Linked DNA regions of Mus musculus: regions 2 and 3 are each linked to region 1. Evidence: chromatin contacts called from public ChIA-PET and HiChIP or PLAC-seq data. All regions are on one chromosome and are shown on one strand. Each heading gives the region's core, a stretch centred on a gene start, on an enhancer-like site or on the middle of the called end of the contact. The rest is flanking DNA. Distances are from core to core; before and after follow the strand shown.

Region 1 (4,564 bases), core at 1,280-3,779:
AAGATGGAATCTTGTAAAGAATTTAGAAAGAAAGAAAGAAGAAGAAAGGAAGATGGAGGGGGGAAGGAAGTGAGAGGGGAAGAAAGAAAAGAAAGGAAAGGAAAAGCCCCACAGTAGGTTGTATATTCAGCAGGTCAGTACCACAGTGATGCTGGTTTTCCCGGTCAGGCAGTAATTCCCAGCTGTGTCTCCAGATCATCTGCACAGAGTCCCCACCATCTGCCCCACTAGACAGAGTTAAGCCTCATGGCCTCTATTTGCTTCTTTCCCTTCTTCCCCTCTGTCCTCCCCTCCTTCTGAGCTGCCTGTGAGCTCCTCAAATTAACTCAATCTCTGTAAAAAGTTTGGTGGGGGTGTGAAGTGTTGCTGTATGAACCCTCAAGACAGGGAGGAAGGAATTCAAAACCACCCTTAGGGTAAAACCCATCCACAGGTTCAAGTTTAGGCAGAGGAGAGCTGGGCCTTTATCTGAATAGCTGCTGACCTTACTGGTGAGTTCGTTCCCAGGCTTGGGACAGCTCCCCAGCCCCAGAATGTATCTTGTTTTCTTTAAGGCGTTCCACCAAGTATCTCTTCTGGGCTGTCCAAGTGGCTCAGCGGATAATGGTGCTTGTGATCTCCGAACCCACATTGTGGAAGGAGAAAAGCAATGCCTGAAAAGTGGAAAAGTGTCTACATGCACACACACACACACACACACACACACACAGATACACAGATACACACACACAGATACACAGACACACACAGATACACACACACAGACACACACACAGATACACAGACACACACACACAGATACACAGACACACACAGATACACACACACAGACACACACACACACACACACGCACACAATTTCTTTTTAAAAGGAGTCTTTTCTTTCCCTTGACAATGTCTTCTGCTTCTTGGTTCTCAGGTATTAGAAGTTAGAAGATTTTAAAGATTTTTATCAACTAGTTACACTTTTTACATCACTGAGCCTAGAGGGGGCTGGGAAATAAATGGTGTTTTCTTCCAGTTCATCTGTCTGCCCCTTTCCTTCGAACTAGGATGTGGCTTTAAGCATTAATCACCTCAGAAAGCATACAGAGATGTAGGTGAGTTAAAGAATCTGGGGTTTTCCCTTGATGTTTTAGACAGAGGGGAAGCCACTGCTATAAAAAGTCGTGTAAAAAGCACCTCCATGAAGAATGTGGGGCGAGTCTAATGTCAAGACCATTTTAGTGTTAGGTAAGTCCACTGAGGGAATTCCCTCCCTTAAAAAAATAAAATGAAACAAATTACTAGAAACCACTGCTCTTGCTGTTTCTTCCAGCCGCTGGTCTCTGGGGTGTTATGAGGAAGGTGAAGTTGTAGGCGGATCCAGGAGACTGCTACCCCCGTGTCAGATGGTGGTGAGAATGCACTACTTGGTACTTGGTGCCTTTATAAAGAGGGACATCAAAAGGCTGTGACTGATATGGGCCAAGGCACTTGAATGCAAGGTGACAAAATAAAAACTGGGGAAGTACACTGCTATCTCAGGAATGAAAGGTGGTGTCTCAGATTTCTCAGAGTGGGAAGGACCCAGCTTTGAAATTATCTGCTATAGACATGAAGCAACCCAACTCTTCAGGTTATTCTAGGGTATGACCTGTGACTCCAGCCCAAGGGAGAGAGCTGGTGTAATCTCTTGATCGCCCCAATTCAAGGTACCTGTTTGATGAAAGAAATCACCCAGGCTTATGACCTGGGCTAGAACTAATTATTAAATTTCTGGTCCTGAAGTCCCTGTTGGCTTCTATGGTTTCTTGAGGTCCATTGAATGGAAATCTTGGCAACAGAAGCCTGAAACAAAGTCCAAGCTCCCCCTCAGACTGTCCTAAGGGTAGCTTTTGATCATGAGTTACATCGATTCTTCCCCAGAGTCAGCATTAACCATCTGGTTGGTGCAAGCAACACAGCGTTATCCACATAAGGGAAGCTAGCTTACCCTCGGCTGTCGCCTGGTTGAGATCTGTGGCTTCTTTTATTGTCTTTGCTGTTAAACATAGTTTCCCTTTATTTTCCTCTTGCCATGGAAACCATGATAAATAAAAGAGAAGCGTGATTTAAAAAGGTCTCTAGCTGCAGATGCATGTGGCTTGTGAGATCAGTCAGTAAACATGTGCCTGCTTTGGTGCCAGAGATGAGCTATAAATCCTGGGGATTAAAAGTGGGGGAAGGGAAAGAAAACTTGAAAGCATTGGTCAAGGAAAATAGGGGCTTCGTGTCAATGTGTTCAGGTTTCAGTTTCTAATATTTGGTGGTGTTTGTTCATAAGGGTTTGTGGTGTGTATGATGTGTAAGTTTTTTTTGTTTGTTTGTTTTGTTTTGTTTTTCTGGAAAACTGAGTTAAATCCAATGGAAGTTTGTGTTGTTGTTTGATCGGTTGGGTTTTTGGCTCTCCTTCATCTAACTTCTTTAGGGAGATTGTTTACAATTATGCTGGCATGGTGTCACACAGACTCATTCCAATGGAATCCAGCTAGGTGGTCCTAATGCTCTTGTCCCAGCTGTGGACATGTGTTTTGATTTAAACAGTGTTTGGCTGGACCATGGTCTGCTTCATCCTATGGAAGATGTAATTTTCAGCAGAAGACTTGGGCTAGCATCATGCCACCTACAAAGTTACTCCTTTTAAACAGAAGATTTCCCACTTAATCTCCAGATATAAATCTGAAGATCCCACAAGTAGTTTATCCAATGTGGTTCTCAACCCTAGGTTTATAAACCTGCCTTGGTAAAACAGTAGGTATTCCCTACCACCGCTCACCCCATACCTCATCAGTCCCAGAGATCTAGAAAGCCTTGGATGAATGAGACTCTGTGTGTGTGTGTGTGTGTGTGTGCAAATATCTGTAAATGCCATATATGATATTTAAAGTGTAACTATTGTTGAGAGCTCCTGAATTTAAAAAGTATGCTCTCTCAAAAGCAATATGCTTTAATGATGAATAAAAAATGAGGCTAGGAAGGAGAGAAGATACAGAAATAAGGATAGTTAAATAGTGCCTGTGTTCCTAGAGGCTCCTCTCCATGCTTATGCTAGCCCTTTCCTTACCTGATGGCTTCACTAGATTTTCCATAAACGTGAGTGCTTTAAAACTGTACAGCTCTGGGGCTAAGAGATACCTCATTTGATGAGTGTCTTCCTTGTAAAAATGAAAACTTGATCCCTCGAGCCAACATAAGTAAGCTGGACATGGTGGTGTGTGCTTGTAATCTTGGCATTAGAGAGGCAGTGACAGGCAGATCCCAGTCTAGCACAATGAATGGGATCCAGACCAATAAGAGATTCAGTCTCAAAAGTAAGATGGACAACCCCTTAGTAACCACAGTCCAAATTGACCTCTAGCCTCTACTGGTGAATACACAATGACTAAACCTATGAACGCACATCACATACGCACACCACACATACCACACACAGACGTACCAACAACCAACCACCACCACCACCACACACACCACCAATCACCATCATCAATACCAACAATAACAACAACCACCACCACCAACAAAAACAACCACCAGTCACCACCACCACCACCACCACCAACAACAACAACAACAAAAACAACCATCACTAACAGCCACCACCACCAACAAAAATAAAAAGAACCATCACTTACAGCTACCACCACTACTACCTTAACAACAACCACCAATAACAACAAAACACTATAAAATCCCATCCATTTGGAAATCAGAGGCATGGAGAAAAGTCACCTACAGGTTTAATTAATTAATGATGATGATGATGATAAATTACAGACCAGACAGCCATTTTACTAGGCTAATGTTTTCATGAATTTCCATGTAAGTGAACTGGTTCTTGGCTGGCTCAACTTTAGTTGGACTGGGTAGGATTTTCTGAGGAGTGTTCAGCTTATACAACAGATACACATATGCTGCTTATGACCACTCCCCATGTCCTCTACAGTGTTTAAGCCTTTGCTTGACTCGTCCCTTAGCATCTTTGTAAATGAGAAAATAGGCATGAGCACTTGTCTGCTTTTTCTCAGCTAGCAAGCGGGAATTGGAGCTTGGGTCTGTTGCTCAAAGCCACACTGCAACTACAAACCCCTTGGCTTCATGCCTTGCCTGTGGAATAAACCGTACTGGAACAGTAAAGACCATTATCTGACTGATAGAGTACCTACTTCAGGGAAATCCCTAACATATGTTCAAGAATATGAACAGAAGACCAAATATTCTGGTAAATGTTCCAGAGGTGGCTGAGAGCTTTATTAAAAATGTATTAAGCAACTCTGAAAGAGGGCTAACCTTTGCTAAATCTGGGTGCTTTTGTTTGTCTCTCTGTCATTCTGTAGGTCTGAAGTATTTCATTGCTAATTATTCTTGAGTAATGGGACATAGAAGAAAGATGATAAGCTTCTTTGTATAATGAATTATTCAGGTGGTTTTAAATAAACTAGAGGGCAGATAATAGTTGATATGACCTCAACAGAGAGATAAGGTGGAGAAAGGGGTGTTGTCTAATTAACTACAAAGGAGAGGGGAATATGAGAAATAATTG
Region 2 (4,564 bases), core at 1,105-3,604, 120 kb after region 1:
TTGTTAGATGAGGAAATCGCTGTGCAGGGACTAGCAGATGCAAACCATGTGCCCCTTTGTGTTAACCCAGCTCAGAAGCCCAGACAAGGGCTCAGAGGCTGAAATAATCAGAGCCAGTGTTTCCCAGCCTGCTATGCCCCACAATTGGCTTACATGTTAAGTATCCCAAGCAGGCAGCCATGGCTTTCATGAGCTGAGTCTCTGCTTACTACCTCTGCCTCTATCTTTTGCCACTTTCATGATAAGAGCTGGGCTCAATGGGCTTCCTCTCAGATGAGGAAGGTCACTTATTCAACCTCTGGATGCTGTGCAGAGAGTCCCAGGATGCAGAATCTTCAGGACACTTGGGCTGCCATCCCACACAGAGTAGCAGCTCTGGACACACTGCAATCTTTTCACTTCCACTCAAAAAGAGGCTAAAAGAGACAGATAGAAGGAAAGGAAAAACAATAGGTCCTACCTTGGACTTTAGGTGGTAGATGAGCTTTGTAGGAACTGGAGGTGGCCTTTCGAATTCCTCCTCTGAGTGACCCCATCTTGAAGGGCAATAAGCCGTACTTCAGTGACTGAGTCTTGATATTTCATCAGGTCCACTGTTTATCCAGCAGTCACAGTAATGTATCAGTCACAGAAATGTACCCAGCCATGGCAGAATGTACAAAAAGTCCGAACTTTTCTATTTTCCTCTCTGCAAGGTCAGATAATAGATCTTCAAGGAGGTCTCTTTTGCAAGGTACTTTTATGTTTGAAACAAGGAGAGAAATACGAAGGTTATACTAGGCAAATGAGTTCTAAAGCATTTTTGCATGATGTATCTTATATGTGACACTCTTAGAGCTTCAGGGCCCTGTGCTAATTGCTCCTTGTCTGTTTCCATAGACATCAGTGGGGTGACCCATTTTCCTGGCACTTTCAAGTTAAGACTGACCAAATGATGAGTATCATGTAATGACTGGCCTCTACCTCAGAGTTTTCCAGACTGGTTTAGATATTCCCATAGGGGAGTTTGAGAGGGCCAGGGTAACTGGAGGGGTAGGCTAGGTACTGAGGTGAGACTAAACAAGGTGGATTCAGGCTCTAGGTCTATCTCAAAGCCCTCATTCTGGCTCCACCTCAGATAACGATACTTACTGGTCTTAGCCATCCTGAATCTTTCCAGTGCATCATGGTAGCAAAAGAAAGATAGAGCACTACTCTGCTCTATAAATGCTGCTGTTGCCCCTCCTTATCCTGGCATCAACCCAAGAAGATCTAGGTAGACTCAGAAGATCTGAGGCAACATCTATGTTCATCAAACTCTCCCTGCATCTCTTGTTCCTTAAATTCTCCATCTGTAAAGTGGGTGCATAGTACCGACCCTTAAGGCTTCAAAGGACTGTTTTGGTATGCTTGTGTTGCGTATCTCATGAGATAAAGTCCTATTAACAAGGTGATCCAGGTCTAAAGTACACGATGCATTCTGTTCTACAGAGAGTGACACCAACACATGTCTTTATTCCTGTGGGAATTTTATGGCCCTTTCTGATATTTGAATGTGCCTCAGGTATGCAAACCCATACTCTGAGCCCTTTTATCTCACAAGTCCTGAAGATGTCCTAGCTTTGATGCTATCAATTAGTTTTATTTAGATTTGAGATTACCCATGACTAGTGATTATACTATTTAGTTAGTATTATGATTTCTATTCTCTTAAAAATGATTTTCCAGGTGACATGTGTGTGATTGCATAAGGCTATTTCCATAAAAAAAAAAAAACCATACAAAGCCTTTTGAGCATATTCTCATTTTACTGAAGGAGAGAGAAAGGCTAGATGTGTCACAGATCCTACTGCAAGTAGTTCAAGGTCACGTAGCTTATAGTGAATAGGATTTGGGTGTGACCCGTGCATCCTCCTTCTAGATGGAGACTGGCTCACCAGCATGCCAGGACTCACTGATCGCTTCTCAAGTGCAGATAATAACAAGTAACCGCTTCTTATTCTGCTTTGTCTCTCACGAGGTCCCTCTCTTGATCTGCCAGTCTTTCAAAGTGCTGCCTCTAGACTTGTGCAGAAGGTGTACTCTAATTAGATGATGTCAAAGTAATTACAGCTGCCCAGAAAAAAAAATAACTGCAAGACAAAGTGGAGCTGTCGTTCTTGCCTCTCCGAACTGCAGCGGGAAAAACCGTATGTGGCCTTCTGCTGCTTTGTCAGTCCACTTAACCACATCCTGAGTTTGTGCTAGTCAATCTGCTAAATCAATAAGATCCAAAAGTGGAAAAAAAACAAAACAAAACAAAAAACCAAAGGTGTTAAGGCCAGTGGATTTCCTGGTTGCCATGGCAACACACAAGGGTACACACTGTGGTTTCTTGTTTCATCTGTCTTCCTGGAGGCTTGTTCCCCATGGAGGACTTGGACTTACAGAACTCCTATTTAGTGAGATAAAACTAGGGGCAAGCAAGCACCTTGATAGATCCAGAAGAAGGGGGGAAATCTTCAGCAGGGTCTTACTGCCCATGTACCCAACACAGAAGCAAAAGGCAGGAAGAAGGCTTCTTCTCACGTTCTAAAAACAACTCAAGGCATCTCTAGACTATGCAATGGGTTGGCTATTTGGAGGACTTGGCAGAATGGCCCGGGTGACAGCTTCTAAGGGGGTTGCTCTTTCATAGAGTCCTGTTGGCTCATGATGGACTCCTTGTTCCTTAAACTAGAGACTGAGAGGTCAGGGTGTCCAGCCAGGCCCCCAGATATTGGGGTGCCTTTCCCCTTTGAGTGCCAAGAGATGAATAGCTCAACTAAAAGCACCCCATGACAAATTCTGAAGGAAATTCCCTCCATATGATTGTGCATGACTGTCTTCTCTGCTCATTAAAACTTCACCCGCCTTGGGGATGATTCCGGGAGAGACTGAGTCACTAGTTACTCATGGTCTGCAGTGGGCAGCCAAAGGCTATCTAGCACCAAGAATGATTTTGGCCTCATTCAAAAGTAGATGCTGAACAATATACTCTTTCATTAGGCACCCGTCACATGGGAGTCAGACGATGGCACAAGTGGTGTAGGGGCAATGGGAAAGCTGCCAGCCTTCTTCTGTACTGGCAGGTTTGGTGGAAGCAGGGGCTATACAGCTTGAATGGTTCCCAGATGGAAACTTCTGAGCTGCAAAGACATCGCACAAGTGGAAAAAGAGTGACTTGCCCATGATGTACTTCGGAATGATGCTCCCTGGCCATGAGTTGTAGATTTATTGGGAACAGCATGCTCAAACATCTTATAAAATATACTTTGTTAGAAGCATTGTACCAGGAGTCAGGATGCTGCAATTAAAGTCCCCTGAGATTGTGCTTTCTTCATAATGGTCTAGGGGACCAAGCTCTCAATTTTATTTTCTTGTTTCTCACAGCTAATTTGTTTAAGGCCCTTTATTGTCCTACCTTTAATCATGGATGATCTAATTACCAATATGTTTTTGTTTTTTGTTGTTTTTTTTTAAAGAAAAATGGCACGTTCCCTACTTGCTTCTAATCAGAATCAGCAGAGCTAGGCTCATGAATTGTGTCATCTTCTGTGTAAGATGTAAGCTCTGCAAGTCAGAGGGCAGTAAAAGAGCCTTGGATTTAAATGCCAAACACTGTGAAAGTAAAACCCACATGTGCACTGGTTGCCACTCACTGCCCACGCAATTAGTGTGGCAGTCTCATAGGGGGCTAGATTCTGTTAAGGACCATCAAGCAAGGGTGTCAGGTTCCAGCTCCATCAGCCTAGCACATCTACTTGGTAAGTCTAGACCTTTGGGATTGCCAATAGACATTTCGGAAAGTCACAAGTGAACCCAGCTGTGGATCAAAGCAGAATGCCAGCTCTTCTCATTAGCTCTGCCTGAGCATGGCTGGAGCACTTGGGATATAAAGGACAGAAGGCTGAAACTGCAGCCAGGACTGAACCATTCCAATTCTCAAAAATGTCTTGAGAAGAGAACAGGATAAGATCAGAGAGAATCTCGGTTGGATAAAGCCAGTGAACAAGTTGCAGTTCAGGAACTCTTCCCTGAGAGAGGATAACAGATCCAATAGTATGGTGATTTTTCCACTGTAGCAACTCAGACCTGTTGGGTGAAGACCTTCCCCCTTCAGGCAGAGTAAAGGAAATTGGGTAACAAATGGGATTCTGATAGTGTTCAGATCTGTTCCATGTCTAAGCTACCACTTAACCCTGTGACTCAAACAGCCTGACTGTTCAGTCTGTACCTGGCTCTACCACTTCCTTAAGACTTCTCAATGAATTAATCAATGCATGTGAGGTGTGGTTAATAAAAGAACATGCTCCATAGGATTGTCGTGAGAATAAAATGAATTATTAGGTGCAAAACTATTGAAAACTGTAACATCACCCAGAAAAGGCGCTGTCTTTGCTTGCTGGTGTTCCTACAACCCATGATAAGTAAACTGTGGTAATTAGGCAAGTCACGGAACACAGGAAACTGGTCTGGCTTCTATGTCTACTATCTCTAAGACGGCGACTTTTCTCCACTACAGTCTACTGTGAGCCAAATCAACAGAAAAATACTTAATTCTGCC
Region 3 (4,564 bases), core at 1,304-3,803, 96 kb after region 1:
TGTGTGTGTGTATATATATGTGTATATATATACATATATGTATGTATATATATCATACAAAATACACATGTGTACAAACATACATGCATAGACACATCCAGTGTTTAAGAGATGCAAGGCTTTCAAAGCTGTTCCTTCATTGTCAGTCCTATGAAGTGAACACTACTATTGAACCCGTTTTTGTATTCAGGGAAATGGAGGCATATAAAAGCTCTTTGCCTATCTTGAGGCCATAAAGTAGTAAGCAGCCAGAACAGGACTGAGAGATAGGTACTCTAGTTTTGAATGCCTGTTACTCCTCAACAAGAGAACTCCCTGCGGGGGACCTGTCCCAGCAATGTCTCAAGGATTCATTTTCTTTCCACACCTTGGCCCAAAGTATCATCTTTCTTGAGATGTCACATTAGTGTTTCCAAGAAAATATTGTGACTTCTTTCCTCGGACTGCAGGACTGGTGGCATCCTAAACACACACACACACACACACACATACACACACATACACACACACACACAGAAAGAGACAGAGACAGACAGAGACAGAGACAGACAGAGACAGACAGAGATAGAGACAGACAGAGACAGACAGACAGAGACAGACAGAGACAGACAGACAGAGACAGACAGACAGAGACAGACAGAGACAGACAGAGACAGACAGAGACAGACAGACAGAGACAGACAGAGACAGACAGAGACAGACAGAGACAGACAGAGAGACAGACAGACACAGAGACAGACAGAGACAGACAGACAGAGACAGACAGAGACAGACAGAGACAGACAGAGACAGACAGAGACAGACAGAGATCCTTCTCAGCAGATCACTTTCAGAAAACCCAAGCTTCATATGCAACCTTCAGAAGATGAATTCCCTTATGTAAAATGGCTCAGTATTTACATATAACCCACACATATTCTTCTAATCGCTGCTGCATATTTGTAGTACCTAACAAAGTGGAATGTCGTGTATTATATATGTGATACATAGCAGTTAAGTTGTGTGGTTCACAAAATAGTCAAAAGCAAAAAGCTTGTAGATACTCGGAACAAATGCAATTCTTACGAATACTTTTAGTCTATACACAGAAAAAGCTGGCTGAAAAATAAAATGATTATTTTTAATCATTTTAACAGTTATTAATTGTGTGTATGTGGCAGGCCTGTGACAGGTAGAGGACAACTTGCCTAAGGCACCATGTGGGTTCCAAGGATCTAACTTGTCCCATGCTTGGCAGCAAGCACTTTATCACTGTGCCATCTTCCCAGTCCTAGCTGTAGTTTGCAGTATATTTTATACTGCAGCAGCCACTGGCTTGTGTGGGAGCTAGTGCCTAGACCAAACCAGGATTGCTTCTCTTGAAACCCTCTGGCACTCATTACGTGCTTGATGAATAAATGGATGGACAGGTGGCTGTGTACATTTCTCTCACTTTCTCAGTTTCTTTCAGTAAATCCCAAAATATCATTTTCCTTCAGAAATTCTGGCATGATTCATTCCGGGTCCTGCCCTGGCCATGCCTTCTGTGTTTCTCATTCAGCAAGAAGTCCACTCAGATTTAGTTCACATTAAAAATAAACAGAGCTTTTGATATCCAAATTGCAACTTGCAGGGTATTAGAGAAGATAGGGAATTGCAATTTTACATACGATTTTCCCCGATTTTCAGCCTTGAGATTTCTCCCTTGAAGACTATGGCAAATGTGCATCCCTCTTTGAAATGTATCAAGATGTAAAGGGGAATTTGAATGTATTAAAGTTTGCAGCAAAGAGAATATAAAATGTAAACAAGAAAGAACAGTTAAATGTGTGAGTGGATATGGGGATGGGTAGAATGAGAGACGGGAACCATGTATGTGCGTCGGGATGGATAGGAAATATGATGAACAGATATGAGCTGAGGAGGGGTGTGAAAAGGATTGAAAAGTTGTGCAGGTGGGCGAATACAAGAATTGGTGGGCAGGTGTAGTATGGCTAGATTAGTGCATTTGCAGAAGGAAGATGGGTGGACAGAGGAATGGATGGGTGGATTGTGAGTCCGAGAAGGATTTAAGAAATTGGTAGATATTTTGAGAGCATGAATGAAATGTGTTGAGCACCCTTGGGTTTTCCCCGGATCAAAGATCAGATGAGCGGTTTGGACTTCTCTCAGAGGGAAAGAGGAAAGAACACTCCCACAAGTTCCCCACTTTTCAGTCCCCACCCTGGCCAGGAAAGCACTCTCCACTAGGATGGATCTCTCCCTCTCCCTCTCTCTCTCTCTCTCTCTCTCTCTCTCTCTCTCTCCCTTCAGCCTCTTTCTTTCTTCAGTTCCTCCCTAAGATAAGTCCAGCTTCCTCAGCTTCCTGGGAAAACCAGTCTTTCCCTAGCCAGGTTCCCAAGTTTAGTGGCAAAGGAGAAACTGGAAGATTTAACTGAGAGGGGCGAGGTCTTAGAACTCAGTCATTCTCCTTGTCCCAGGCAGCGCTTCTCATAGGCTGGTAGGCTGGGCCAGGGTAGGAAGCCTGTGGAGTGGCCCTGGAGAACGTGGGCGCACGGGGGCTGGGGGGGGGAGGGGGGCGGCCATTCTCTTCTGTCCAAGAGAGCAGGGCAGGAGTGCAGGGGCAGTAGCGAAAGCAGGCTGGTGTGTCTTTAAACTTCCGTTGGCTGCTTAGTCACAGCCCCCTCGCTTTGGGTGTGTCCTTCGCGCGCTCCCTCCCTCTTAGGTCACTCACTCTTTCAAAGCCTGGAATAAAAACCACAGCCAACTTCCGAAGCGGTCTCATTGCCCAGCAGCCCCCAGCCAGTGACAGGTTCCATTCACCCTCGTTGCCCTTCTCCCCACGACCCTTTTCCAGAGGCGACTAGATCCCTCCGTTTCATCCAGCACGCCATGGACAAGTTTTGGTGGCACACAGCTTGGGGACTTTGCCTCTTGCAGTTGAGCCTGGCACATCCACATCAGCAGATCGGTGAGTGGCCCGCCACCGCGCCTGAGGACTCCAGCTGGATGCCTCTGGGTTGAATCGCCCTGGGGAGGGACTGTAGTGAATTGGGCTAGCAAAGCAAAGCTGGGATTTGGGGCTATGCTATTGGAAAGAGTTTACGCCTGGGAAGTGCTGCTTTGGTGAAAGGAAAAGAGAAAGGGAGAAGAAAGTTTGCTGGGCAAGTTGCCCGCAGATTTTGGGCGAGGTCCCCATGCTTGCTGGAGCACATGGCTCAAAAGTAACTGTACTCTTGGATGCCCGCAGCCTCTGTCCCGACTAACAGGCTCTGGTGCTCAAGGGCTCCCCAAGCCTGGCTAACTGTGGCTAGGCAGGTAGAGGCAGACACTGGAACAGACCTGTAGAGCACTCCCCAAGGTGTGCACATAGCTACAGGCCAGAGATTGGGCAATGAGCTTTTCAGAAAGGAGCCTTGAAAAGCTGAAGACAGTGGGTCCCAGCTTTGACTAGTTTTCGGGGCTCTTAAAGTCAGCTTTGGTCACCAACGGCTTTATTTTAGCTTGTGGGAGTTTGAACTGGTTTGTGTGAGGCTCTGAGTGGCCTAAAGGTTCCAACATGGACCAAGGAGGACACATAACCGGAGCAATAATTCGACCAGCCGCGCAGTGCTTGCAGTCTAGGCAAAGTCAAACAGCAACAGGGTTCATATTTGCTGCCTGGCAGCCTCAGAGCAGGAGGGGACCTGTATCAGGGTAACCTGTGAACTTTAGCGCAGTCCCTAATATCCCATCTAAATGTGGTTGGTGACTTTGGTGGCTGTGGAGAGGAGGAGCTTGGGCCAAATATCCAGTATGGCTCATTTTCAAGCGTCCCCCCTCCTTTATCTATATATGAACAGATAATTCCACGAAGGCTTTGGTTATCATCAGCATAGTTAAATTTTCTTTGAAGAAGTGCCAGCTAGGTCATTAAGTCAGCTCAGACTTCAGTGAGTTCCTCTCAACAAGAATTACTAAATCCAGTTCTGGGGGTAAGGGGTGCCAAACTGGGTTTTTTTTTCTTTTTAGACATGGTACGTTGGGATTAGAAAATCGCACCTCCATTGTTGAATGTTAAATTTTGAATGCTGATGCAGAAGTAATGCAAATAATAATTGCAGTAGGACACTATTGGCCATTTGTGTGTGTGTTCTTTGCTGTGCTATGTTAGGTAATTCACATAAGCTATCTCATTTTATCCTCATGGTGATTTGGTGACAAATGCTCCCCCCAACACCTTACCAGTAGGGAAACAGAGGCTCAGAGAGGTTAGGTGACTTCCCCTAGTCACACAGCAAGGAGTGGGGCTGGGTGTGAACTTGGGTTCATTAAGTTCCCTAGCTTAGACTGCCATGGGATATCTAAAAGCAAGTGCTAGACAAAGTTGAAAAGACCTTCAGGGACAGTAACAGTCTAGCCAGCAGAGGCTGCAGTGGAGGCTCCCATAGGGAGCCAGAGCTCCTAGGATCCATTGGAAGGCAGAAACATTCAGGATGGATGAGGGAAGGACAGAGAGAGCCTGGACCTGACCTCAGAGGACAGGAGGAAGGTTGGCACACTGCTCCCACCTTTGTTGGGGCTGAGGAGCCGAACTCCCACATTT

What was found. ChIA-PET counts read pairs in DNA pulled down with a chosen protein or histone mark. HiChIP or PLAC-seq counts read pairs in DNA pulled down with a chosen protein or histone mark.
Region 2: an H3K27ac HiChIP or PLAC-seq map of thymic regulatory T cells shows a contact between it and region 1, with 5 times the contacts expected there. The contact joins two enhancer-like sites. A contact is called at or near these places in 1 of 15 datasets of contacts at CTCF or cohesin (CD8 T cells), 10 of 484 Hi-C or Micro-C datasets (B cells, the MC38 cell line, bone marrow-derived macrophages and 6 more), 10 of 115 datasets of contacts at active chromatin or transcription factors (CD8 T cells, the HPC-7 cell line, the NIH/3T3 cell line and 6 more) and 1 of 9 other capture datasets (bone marrow-derived macrophages).
Region 3: an RNA polymerase II ChIA-PET map of memory CD8 T cells shows a contact between it and region 1, with 1,417 read pairs. The contact joins the promoter of Cd44 here to the enhancer-like site in region 1. A contact is called at or near these places in 2 of 39 promoter capture datasets (macrophages and neutrophils), 1 of 15 datasets of contacts at CTCF or cohesin (CD8 T cells), 34 of 484 Hi-C or Micro-C datasets (the 3T3-L1 cell line, the AML12 cell line, B cells and 22 more), 12 of 115 datasets of contacts at active chromatin or transcription factors (CD8 T cells, the HPC-7 cell line, Th17 cells and 9 more) and 3 of 9 other capture datasets (bone marrow-derived macrophages, liver and macrophages).

Annotation. Positions count from the first base shown.
Region 1 is chr2:102,996,021-103,000,584 of GRCm38.p6, reverse strand. No RefSeq gene overlaps it. Among named protein-coding and RNA genes, the nearest start is that of Gm34483, 57 kb to the right of the region's middle. Within about 2 kb of position 2,529, at least 66 of the 459 cell types and tissues checked have an H3K27ac peak or open chromatin away from gene starts, as enhancers often do. A contact at or near this core is called in B cells, the C2C12 cell line, CD8 T cells and 15 more, where this site is marked.
Region 2 is chr2:102,871,776-102,876,339 of GRCm38.p6, reverse strand. The region is part of intron 1 of Cd44 (CD44 antigen); the gene reads left to right. Among named protein-coding and RNA genes, the nearest start is that of Gm23731, 24 kb to the left of the region's middle. Within about 2 kb of position 2,354, at least 94 of the 459 cell types and tissues checked have an H3K27ac peak or open chromatin away from gene starts, as enhancers often do. A contact at or near this core is called in CD8 T cells, the NIH/3T3 cell line, Th17 cells and 4 more, where this site is marked.
Region 3 is chr2:102,899,654-102,904,217 of GRCm38.p6, reverse strand. It overlaps Cd44 (CD44 antigen), which reads left to right and starts at 2,553. Exons shown (of 9, transcript NM_001039151.1): 1 at 2,553-2,950. The coding sequence starts at 2,872.